2 separate regions of the Lactuca sativa genome follow, and region 2 is linked to region 1. A link is a contact called in public Hi-C data. All regions are on one chromosome and are shown on one strand. Each heading gives the region's core, a stretch centred on a gene start, on an enhancer-like site or on the middle of the called end of the contact. The rest is flanking DNA. Distances are from core to core; before and after follow the strand shown.

Region 1 (4,648 bases), core at 1,462-3,961:
CAGCTCAAGCCTCAAGCCCTCGTCAAGCTATGTTCGCCTTTCTTTTGTGATCAGGTACTTTGTATGTGAATGATTTTAATTAGGTTATTTATTGGGCTATTTAAAATGTTGGTATCAGACTCACTAAAACTTGCATTTTCATTTACAAATTAATCAAATGGCCCAAATTTGATTCAAATCATAAAATATGAAAGAAAATGAAAAAGCGGCAATAGCGGTGCTATCTGGGTCCGGAAAATAGCGGTTAATTGCGGCACCGCTATTTGAAAATGCTAACTTGAAAATAGCGATTGTAGATTATCGCGAACTGCTATAGCGCACAATTGACAACATAGCCTCCAGGTTTTGTTGATCCCTCCTTTCCAAATCATGTTTGTAAACTAAACAAAGCCATCTATGGTCTTCGTCAAGCATCTCGTGCATGGTACGATGAGCTAAAATCATACCTCATTTCTCTTGGTTTCAAATCTACAATTTCTGACCCCTCTTTATTCCTTCTCACTACCAGACCCTCTCCCATTTATGTCCTTGTTTACGTTGATGATATCATCGTTACCGGTCCATCCATAAATCATATTGATCGTTTCACTCATCTTCTCGCACACAAGTTTTCTTTAAAGGACCTCGGGCCTATCTCTTTCTTTCTCGGTGTTGAATTCCTTCCCGACTCCCATGGTATCTTCCTTTCTTAAAAGAAATACATAATTGACATTCTTCATAAAGCTAATATGAGTGATTGCAAGTCTGTTTCCACACCGATTTCTTGTTCCGATGTGCTTACTTTACATGGCGGTAACCCACATCCTTCTCTATCATAATATTGAACACTTGTGGGAGCTCTACAATAGTTGTTTCTCACTAGACCAAACATTGGTTTTACTGTCAACAAATTGTCTCGGTTTATGCATGCTCCTACTTTTCAACATTGGACTGCCTTAAAGAGGCTTCTAGATTTTTACAAGGAACTTTACATAGAGGCCTTATCCTATGACATGACTCTCCATTACATTTACATGCATTTACAGATGTAGATTGGGCTGGTGACAAAGATGTTTACCGTAGTACCATTGGTTACATCGTTTATCTCGGTTCAAATCCTATATCATGGAGCTCAAAGAGACAAAGTACATTTGCACGCAACACTACTGAGGCATAATTCAGGGCCGTTGCTTCCACAACGACCGAGGTCCAATGGCTCTCCTCTCTTCTGTTTGAACTCGGCTATACACAATCCATTACACCAACTATATACTATGACAATCTAAGTGCTACAACATACTCGGCGAATCCTGTTTTTCATTCTCAAATGAAACACTTAGCTTTAGATTTCTATTTTATGAGAGAAAAAGTTCAATCCGGCACCTTACAAGTTACATCTCCGGTGAGGATCAACTAGCTGACTTACTCACCAAACAGCTGACTTACTCACCAAACTGCTGCTTCGACCACGTTTCAACCTACTTTCATCCAAGATTGGTCTCACTTTAGATTCATCCATGTTGCAGGGGAATGTTAAGTCTCAACCCTTGAAGCACACCCAAAACCCAACCGATCAAAACCATTCAGGAACTAAATTGAAATAACTCCAATTATTTCAATCACAATAATCTGGTCACAGGCTGTCACAAATCAATGTGCATCACCATCTTCTCATTAATATTTAGATATGTATTTTCCTTTTATAGTTCCTGATTTCATGTTGTACGTTTAGCATATATTGCTTGTAATGATATTCACAATGTATCAATTGAATTCAAAATCAAACACAGAGCTCTCTGATTCTTCACACTACATACTTTGAAAAACCATGAGAGAAGTCTGAGGATTCGTGGAGTAAACTTTCACCAATAAACCCATTAAACGACAAAAGATCTATCTACTTTCTTTTTAAAAAAGAGCCCATTAAAAGCAATCACAATTTCGTATTAAAAAATGTCAAAAACGCATCAACACTTTACAATTATCGACAAGTGTTAAAATTTATTATTATTTTTATTAAAAACACGTAAAATGATTGGAAAACTAATTATTAGACTTCCAACTATTCAATAAAAACAAAATACATTAAAACCACTATTAGGATTAATTACATACATAACAAAATCCTTTACAACATGAAACCCAATCCAAATCCTTCAAGATCAACTACCTTATCATCAATTTCCCCAATCTATCAATCTGAACAAGACCTCATAAACATTTGTTGAAACTAATTATGTAATCGACTAAAAACCATTTGCTTAATTACCCAATTCCAATTGCCCCTTCAAATTAATCGGAGCAATTGAACTGAATTTAAAGTTACGTATTCAACACCTGAATCGGAAACTAAGAGAGGCTCAAACCAAGGATCCGCCGGAGACCGGTGGTGGGATCATCGTTCCTCGCCTCCACAAAGTTCTTCATGAAAAAACCCGGTAAAGGAACAGAGCTCGGAGGAGGTGAATCAACAAACGCAAATCCGGCAAAGAATTCCGTTGTTTTAACCGATTTCTCAGAAGCCACTACCTCCGTGGTTCTTCCTTTCTTCCTTACTATTTTCTTCGGTGGTGTTTGTCTCCGGCGATCGGATACAGTGAAATTAGGGGTGGGAGAAGGGTGATTGTGTTTCATATGAGTAGGAACCATTTTAATGGTTTGATGAGTAGAATACAAATTATCATGATGATTGTTGAAAGAATCTTGAGGATGAAGAACAACAACACCACCCATGGATCTATAAGAAGAAGATTAAACTCTACAAAAAAACAAAAGTTGTAGGAGTTAGCGTTACAGAAATGAATGAGTGGTTGAATGAATTGAAAGGTATAGGGGAAGAGGCGTTGTTTTATAGGAAATGAAAAAGTGGGGTCACACGCAGGGAGGCCGAAGGTGTGAGGTAGGCAGAGTATAAGACGTAGTGGGGCTGGATTTACTTGACGCGGTCAATAATTTTGACCACTAATTTAGTTCCTAATAACTTTGACTTTCTTTTGATCTTTGACCTTAAATACCATATGTTCGGCTATATATTATCTTTGGATGTCGATCAAATTGTATTTTAAGTATCAAAGATAAACCCGGAGTCTAGAGTTCATATTACAGAAGGATCATTGTGTACAAAACATTTAGGAGGTGATTATTAATAATAACATTTGAATAATTTAAGATTGTGTATGAAAACGCCTTTTAAAATCCGTGATTTCGACCATGTTTCTTGAGGTATAATGAAATCCGATTTGTGATAATTCATAAATAAATCGATTTGGAATACATGCTTATTCCAAATTCTAAAAGACATAAGTACTTTACAATTATTTGTGTTTGAGAGAAAGGATGTAGAGAGATGAAGAAGTTTTCTCGTATGTTATATATCTTATGTGACGTTCACATCTTTTTTTATATGTATAAGACGATAATTAGTAGGGAAAACTACATCCTTTTAAAGGGGAAGGGTATCACATGTGGTTTGAGGATAGGTACCAATTGTACCAAAGAGATGTGATACCGTTGACGACGGATTGAGAGGGTTAATGAAATTTTGATTGTTGAGCGGGTTGGTAAACAAGTTAATATTGGATTCCATTGCCTTTATTTTGTTTGTTTGTTTTTTCATATTCTACACACACACACACACACATATATATATATATATATATATATATATATATATATATATATATATATATATATATATATATGTGTGTGTGTGTGTGTGTGTGTGTAGAATATGAAAAAACAAACAAACAAAATAAAGGCAATGGAATCCAATATTAACTTGTTTACCAACGGTTAATGAAATTTTGATTGTTGAGCGGGTTGGTAAACAAGTTAATATTGGATTCCATTGCCTTTATTTTGTTTGTTTGTTTTTTCATATTCTACACACACACACACACACACACACATATATATATATATATATATATATATATATATATATATATATATATATATATATATATATATATATAAAGGAAAAGTGAATATACCCTTAAGGATATATAAGCTTAGATACTCCAACTCATCATACTACATCATTTTGTATCATATATATATACATTATAATTGTCCATTGTTCTTATAATTCAACTTCTAACTTAATTTACTTCTAACATTTTTATTTATTTCATATTTATTTTTCTCTTATATAATTTTCATTTTTAACTATAACATATATAGCCTAGTAGGTGTTCGGCAAAAAGATGTGATATAAGATAAAAATATTAGTGAAATTTCAAAAATATTGAAATCAAATCAAGTTAGGGTCGAAGTTTAAGAACATTATAATAAATATATCAAACAAAAAGACCGTATTATGATGAGTTTGAGTATTTAAGCTTATATACCTTCAGGGTATATTCACTTTTCCCACATATATATATATATATATATATATATATATATATATATATATTGTTCTTATAAATTAATTTTATATTTTATGAATTAATTTACGTAATTTATATAATTTTTGTTTATTTTAAAATTAAAAATTAAATGAGTTGAGTGGGTTGGGAAGATAGGGTTTCAATGTATTATGGGTTAAGAGAGTTGAAAAAGAGAGGAAAGAGAAAAACTTATGTGGCGTTGATATAATAGTGGGTTGAGTGAGTTGAAAGAAAATGACTCTCTCATCCCTAATGAGGCGTGGATCTTAGTGACCCAT
Region 2 (4,648 bases), core at 1,213-3,712, 180 kb after region 1:
ATCAGATAAACCACATATCATAACGGGGAACCAATTCCCAACAAAGCCCTAGGGGTTGTGACTTCCTTACTACGCGTATGGGTCATGTGCTTTCAGTAGTACGAGCCCATACTACCTTCCACACCTACCCATATTTGTCTCAAGGATCATCATAACACCATAACAATACTCTCAAGCATAACTACACACTTAATCCTCACTTCCTAGAGGATGGCTAATCATCTAACAACTGGCCGGCTGACCCCGCACAAATCATCCATGAAACTTCCACCAACCCTGCAACACTCGTGTATGCTAGCCATACATAACACCGAACCCTATAGACTTTCGAATATCTGATCCTCCCCTAAGCTCTTCATCAAACAAGAATATGAAATAAGGCCAAATCAAACATTCCCAGGCTATAAGATCTTATCTATATATAACCATGATGCATACACTAAGCAACTACAGTAATAATGTAAATTCCATAAAAGAAAAGGATCCTAGGCTATCAGACATCATATAATCAGGCTATTCTATCATGCAATTCCTAAAGATCCTTAGCCTATCACTAGCATGTTGTTCTAACATATCACAATATCAAATAATAGTATGGTATTTTGGGGTATACTTACTGGCTCCGGCTGATCATACATATCACATCCTCCTTGAATATTTTGAAAACCGTTTGAAAATCATTTAAAAATATTTTTCCTAAGTTTGAGACTGGATTCACATGAGTGTTCCTCCAATTCACATAAGTGTTCCTCCAATTCACTCAAACCAAGGCTCTGATACCAACTTGTAACACCCATAAAATTCTTAAAAATTTAAACTTTTAAAATGAACCACAAACCATCATTGTTTACAAATTGTTTTCAAAATAAGTTTCATATTAGAGAAATCCCAAAATCGTAAAAACAAAATATGAGCAGGTGCACGATCACGCCTTCACCTTCCCGCAATCCTCTGAAATACCTGAAACATAATCCAAAACTGTAACCCCCAAATATAAGGAGGTGCACGATCACACATTCACCTTCACGCCTCCACATACTAAACATATATCCAACCTAACATATATAGTATCAACATAAATCCTTCCTAATAGCCATAGAAATTTTCCAACTCCAAATCTAACAAAAGTAATATTTATAAATTTATTACTTTCTAATTTAAAATAAACTATTTTGTAATTTTAAATCATAAACTATTTTGCAAATATTAAGTCATAGCTTGAATGGAAAAAGAAAAGGGAAAACGTTTTTGTGTAGACATTTAATTTACCAAAAACTTTGTGTATCTCAATGTAATTGTGCATCCATAAATAACTTCCTGAAAAGATATATGTCGTACAACGAAATAATTAGATTTTTAAAATAACAAATGCAATAAATAGATTAAAAAGAGATTTCATACCTATTCAATTATAGAAATCCTTGTCTAATGAAAGCCATTTCACTGTTACTTTTTCATTTGATCTCATTTTATAAAAACCTATCACATAGAATGTACAATAAGAAAGTAACATACTGTTACCGCATCATTATCCGTAATATAATAAAATTACTCGTTAAAAATAAATACATACAAAACATCCAACTGTCAATGACATACAAGAGGATGTTTGGCTTAGCTTTTCACAGCCAAAATTCCTTTATGAAAAAGAAAAAAAAAACAAAAGATGTTTGGCAAAACTAGTTTTAAAAGCTACTTTTGAAGTTTTTTACACAAGAAAAATGAACTTTTTGGAAAAGTCATAAAATCCTGATTTTTTGTAATTTTTCTAAAAAAGTCCGAGAAGATGAAGACACAAGTTTCATTCTTTTTCTTTTTCATTATTTGCATAGGGACGCCAATCGCTAAATTTGAATTCGGTTATTAAACAGAACTCCTAACGACCGAATTAAAGATGTTAGACGCCAAATGAAAACTGTAAGTGGTCACTATGAGTTGAACGTCACATCTAACCTCGTGCAACATCACCACATGAATAAACAATGCACCCCTCTTGATATCGGATACATTCACTTAATATGGTCACGTAACAGACAAAAATAAATATAGGTTTCTTCTTGCTAAACGTCATACTATTTTCAACATCCCTTGGCATTGGCCTTTGAGTTCATATACCTTTTAAATGATTGCAATAGATCATACATACCAATATTATATCCATTAGATTTATAGATGTATAGTCTTCAAAAAACTGATTTTAGCATACATAAAGAATTAATAGCACAACTTGTGTTTGTTTGTTTTCTCGTTTGTGTTGTACGTTGATAACTAAGTTTTATTAATCAAAGATTATCTTATAGTTATTTTTTAATAGATGATTTAAAAATTAAGCCTAAACTGTATTATTCTGTAATAAAAACCATTTGTATGCTGATCTTAAAAAACTAAACATTTAAGTAAACAAGTTCATATACACTTTTTGTTTTGTTTTTTTTTTTTTTTTTAAATATTAAATCCACTATCATTTTTGTGGGGTTGAATGACAGTACACATTTCATTTAGTTATTTTTGTAATCACCCCAAAAAATAATAAGTTTCCAAATCAATAATAAGATAACAATTTATTACTATTCTGTTTAAGCAACCCATAAAAAACCCAAATCGTATCCACGCACATAATTCATTCAATCAACAGCTCCTATAAAAGCCTTTTTCATCTCTCCACCACCCTTCATCCCCCATTTCCACATCTCAACGCTCCCCTTTCTCTCTCTCTACACCAACATCCATCCAATCTGTGAACCTCCTCGAATCATCTCTTTGTAACGGAGGCTACGAAGCATCGGAATAGCTCAGATGGCGAAGGATCAGTGGTTGGAGGCGGCGCTTACGAACGATGCGATGGTGGCGGAGCTTCTGTTACGGATGAATCATTCCTCCTCTTCAGATTCGTCGAAAGCAACTACAAATTCTACAACGCTCTTACCATCCTTCAGCTGGGGCCATCGGAAGAATCGATCGAAATCCACAGCTCCGACGACCACCGTCTCAAACGGATTCGGTAAAGAACACCGTGGTAGCCCTACCACACATCTGTCGTGGAGCGGTGGCGGCGGCTCAACAAGCGATGGATACGACGAATCTAGTCGGCCTTCAGATCTCTCATCGGGAAGCAGATCCGTCAAGGTTTGTATCTCTAATCAGATTTCTCATCTTTTTCTTTTCTTCCACCGATTTTTTTTCTCTATCTATCGTCGGAAAATTACATCGACTTCACCGGTGTACCCGACGTCGTCTTTCAATTACTCATTCTCTTCAACTATTTCTCGGAAGCTTTTCCCTTTCCCCCGAAATCTGGTTACCGTCGACCTGATCTCTGCCACGCCAGAACTTTTCCGGCCGATCGGCGTTTCCTACACTATTTTTTCTTTTCTTGGGAAAATAAATGCATGAAAACAATTACTATTAAGCTTTTTTTTTACTAATTTACCCTTTTCTCTCTACTTAATTTATCACTAATTTACCATACGCGGGATTTGACTTTTACTTTCTTTATTTTCATATTGACTGAAATACCCTCCGTCAGTAACATCTCCGACGGTAAAAGTATCCCACAAGCTAACAGAAAAAGGACTCTAAAGTCTCTTTTTCCTGTTGCTTCTAAGGTGGCTTAGAGGGGTATTTTGGTAATTAAGACAAGTGTTGTTGTCGAGTTGTGACTTTTAATTGAACAAAGCGCATCAAGATCCAAGAAAGATGAATATTTTCTATGGACATTTTTGCCCTTACCCTTTGTTCTAATTTACATCCATGTAAGTCACGTTTTGTAGTGGGGATAGGGTTCGACGTGCCTAAAGCAAAAGAAAGGGGAGTTTGAAAGGCCAGGGGCACTTTTGTCTTTTTTGTCGTCATCTATTTTTTCAACTTAGTTTAATATTTTTTTTTTTCCTTTTTTTATATTATACGAATTTATCGCCCTTGAATCCGGATCCTACATGGATTTTATGAAAATTATTTTAATTTTTTAAATAATAAATACCGAAGGGAATAATCACGAGTTTTGGATATATTTATGTGAGGGTTTGTCGGCTATATCTTTTTGTCCTTATAATATTCCTTTCCAAAAGGGTAAAAATGTAAATTTACAACTTTCTTTCTTCTAAATCAGTCCTACTTTTCTTTATATCTGCAGGCAAACGAAGTTGCTTCCACATCAAAGTCCCATCGAAGAAAGGTTAGTTTTTTGTTCTTCGGATTCTTTTTTATACGCTTTCAAGTACATAACCCGACCCGGATCATCTTCTTCTTGCTCTTTGAGATCCCTCTTTTAACACCAAAACCCGACCCGACTCACCGATCTGTTATTTTTGCAGTCGTTTCACGAGCTTAAAGACGAAGAACAGGAATTAGCGTCGATGCGTTCGAATTTGAATCACGAAATAGCTAAAAATGAGAATTTGAAACGAATTAAGGTAACCTAAATTCTTAATTTTTCATTCTAAAAGAAAAAAATGCTTAAATATGCAACAGATTATAACTGATACATTGTTTGTTCAGATCGATTTTGATCAAAATCCGATGGGAAGAACAGCGGGAATCCGATCTGTTAGAGTAGTTGAAGAAGAAGAAACGAAGCGAGGATTTGAATTGCCGGATCTAAACATGACTCCGAATGAGGAAGAATCGGCGATGATGATGATGAGCTGAG

Evidence for each region. Hi-C and Micro-C count contacts between places; a contact is called where the count stands out from the background.
Region 2: a Hi-C map of leaf shows a contact between it and region 1, with 3 times the contacts expected there. The contact joins the promoter of LOC111895168 here to the promoter of LOC111895206 in region 1. A contact is called at or near these places in 2 of 4 Hi-C or Micro-C datasets (both in leaf).

The regions. Positions count from the first base shown.
Region 1 is chr6:27,708,125-27,712,772 of Lsat_Salinas_v11, forward strand. LOC111895206 reads right to left here and starts at 2,712. Exons shown (of 1, transcript XM_023891307.1): 1 at 2,329-2,712. The coding sequence starts at 2,712. The coding sequence ends at 2,329.
Region 2 is chr6:27,891,101-27,895,748 of Lsat_Salinas_v11, forward strand. LOC111895168 reads left to right here and starts at 2,463. Exons shown (of 4, transcript XM_023891267.3): 1 at 2,463-3,126; 2 at 4,133-4,174; 3 at 4,314-4,412; 4 at 4,498-4,648. The coding sequence starts at 2,797. The coding sequence ends at 4,647.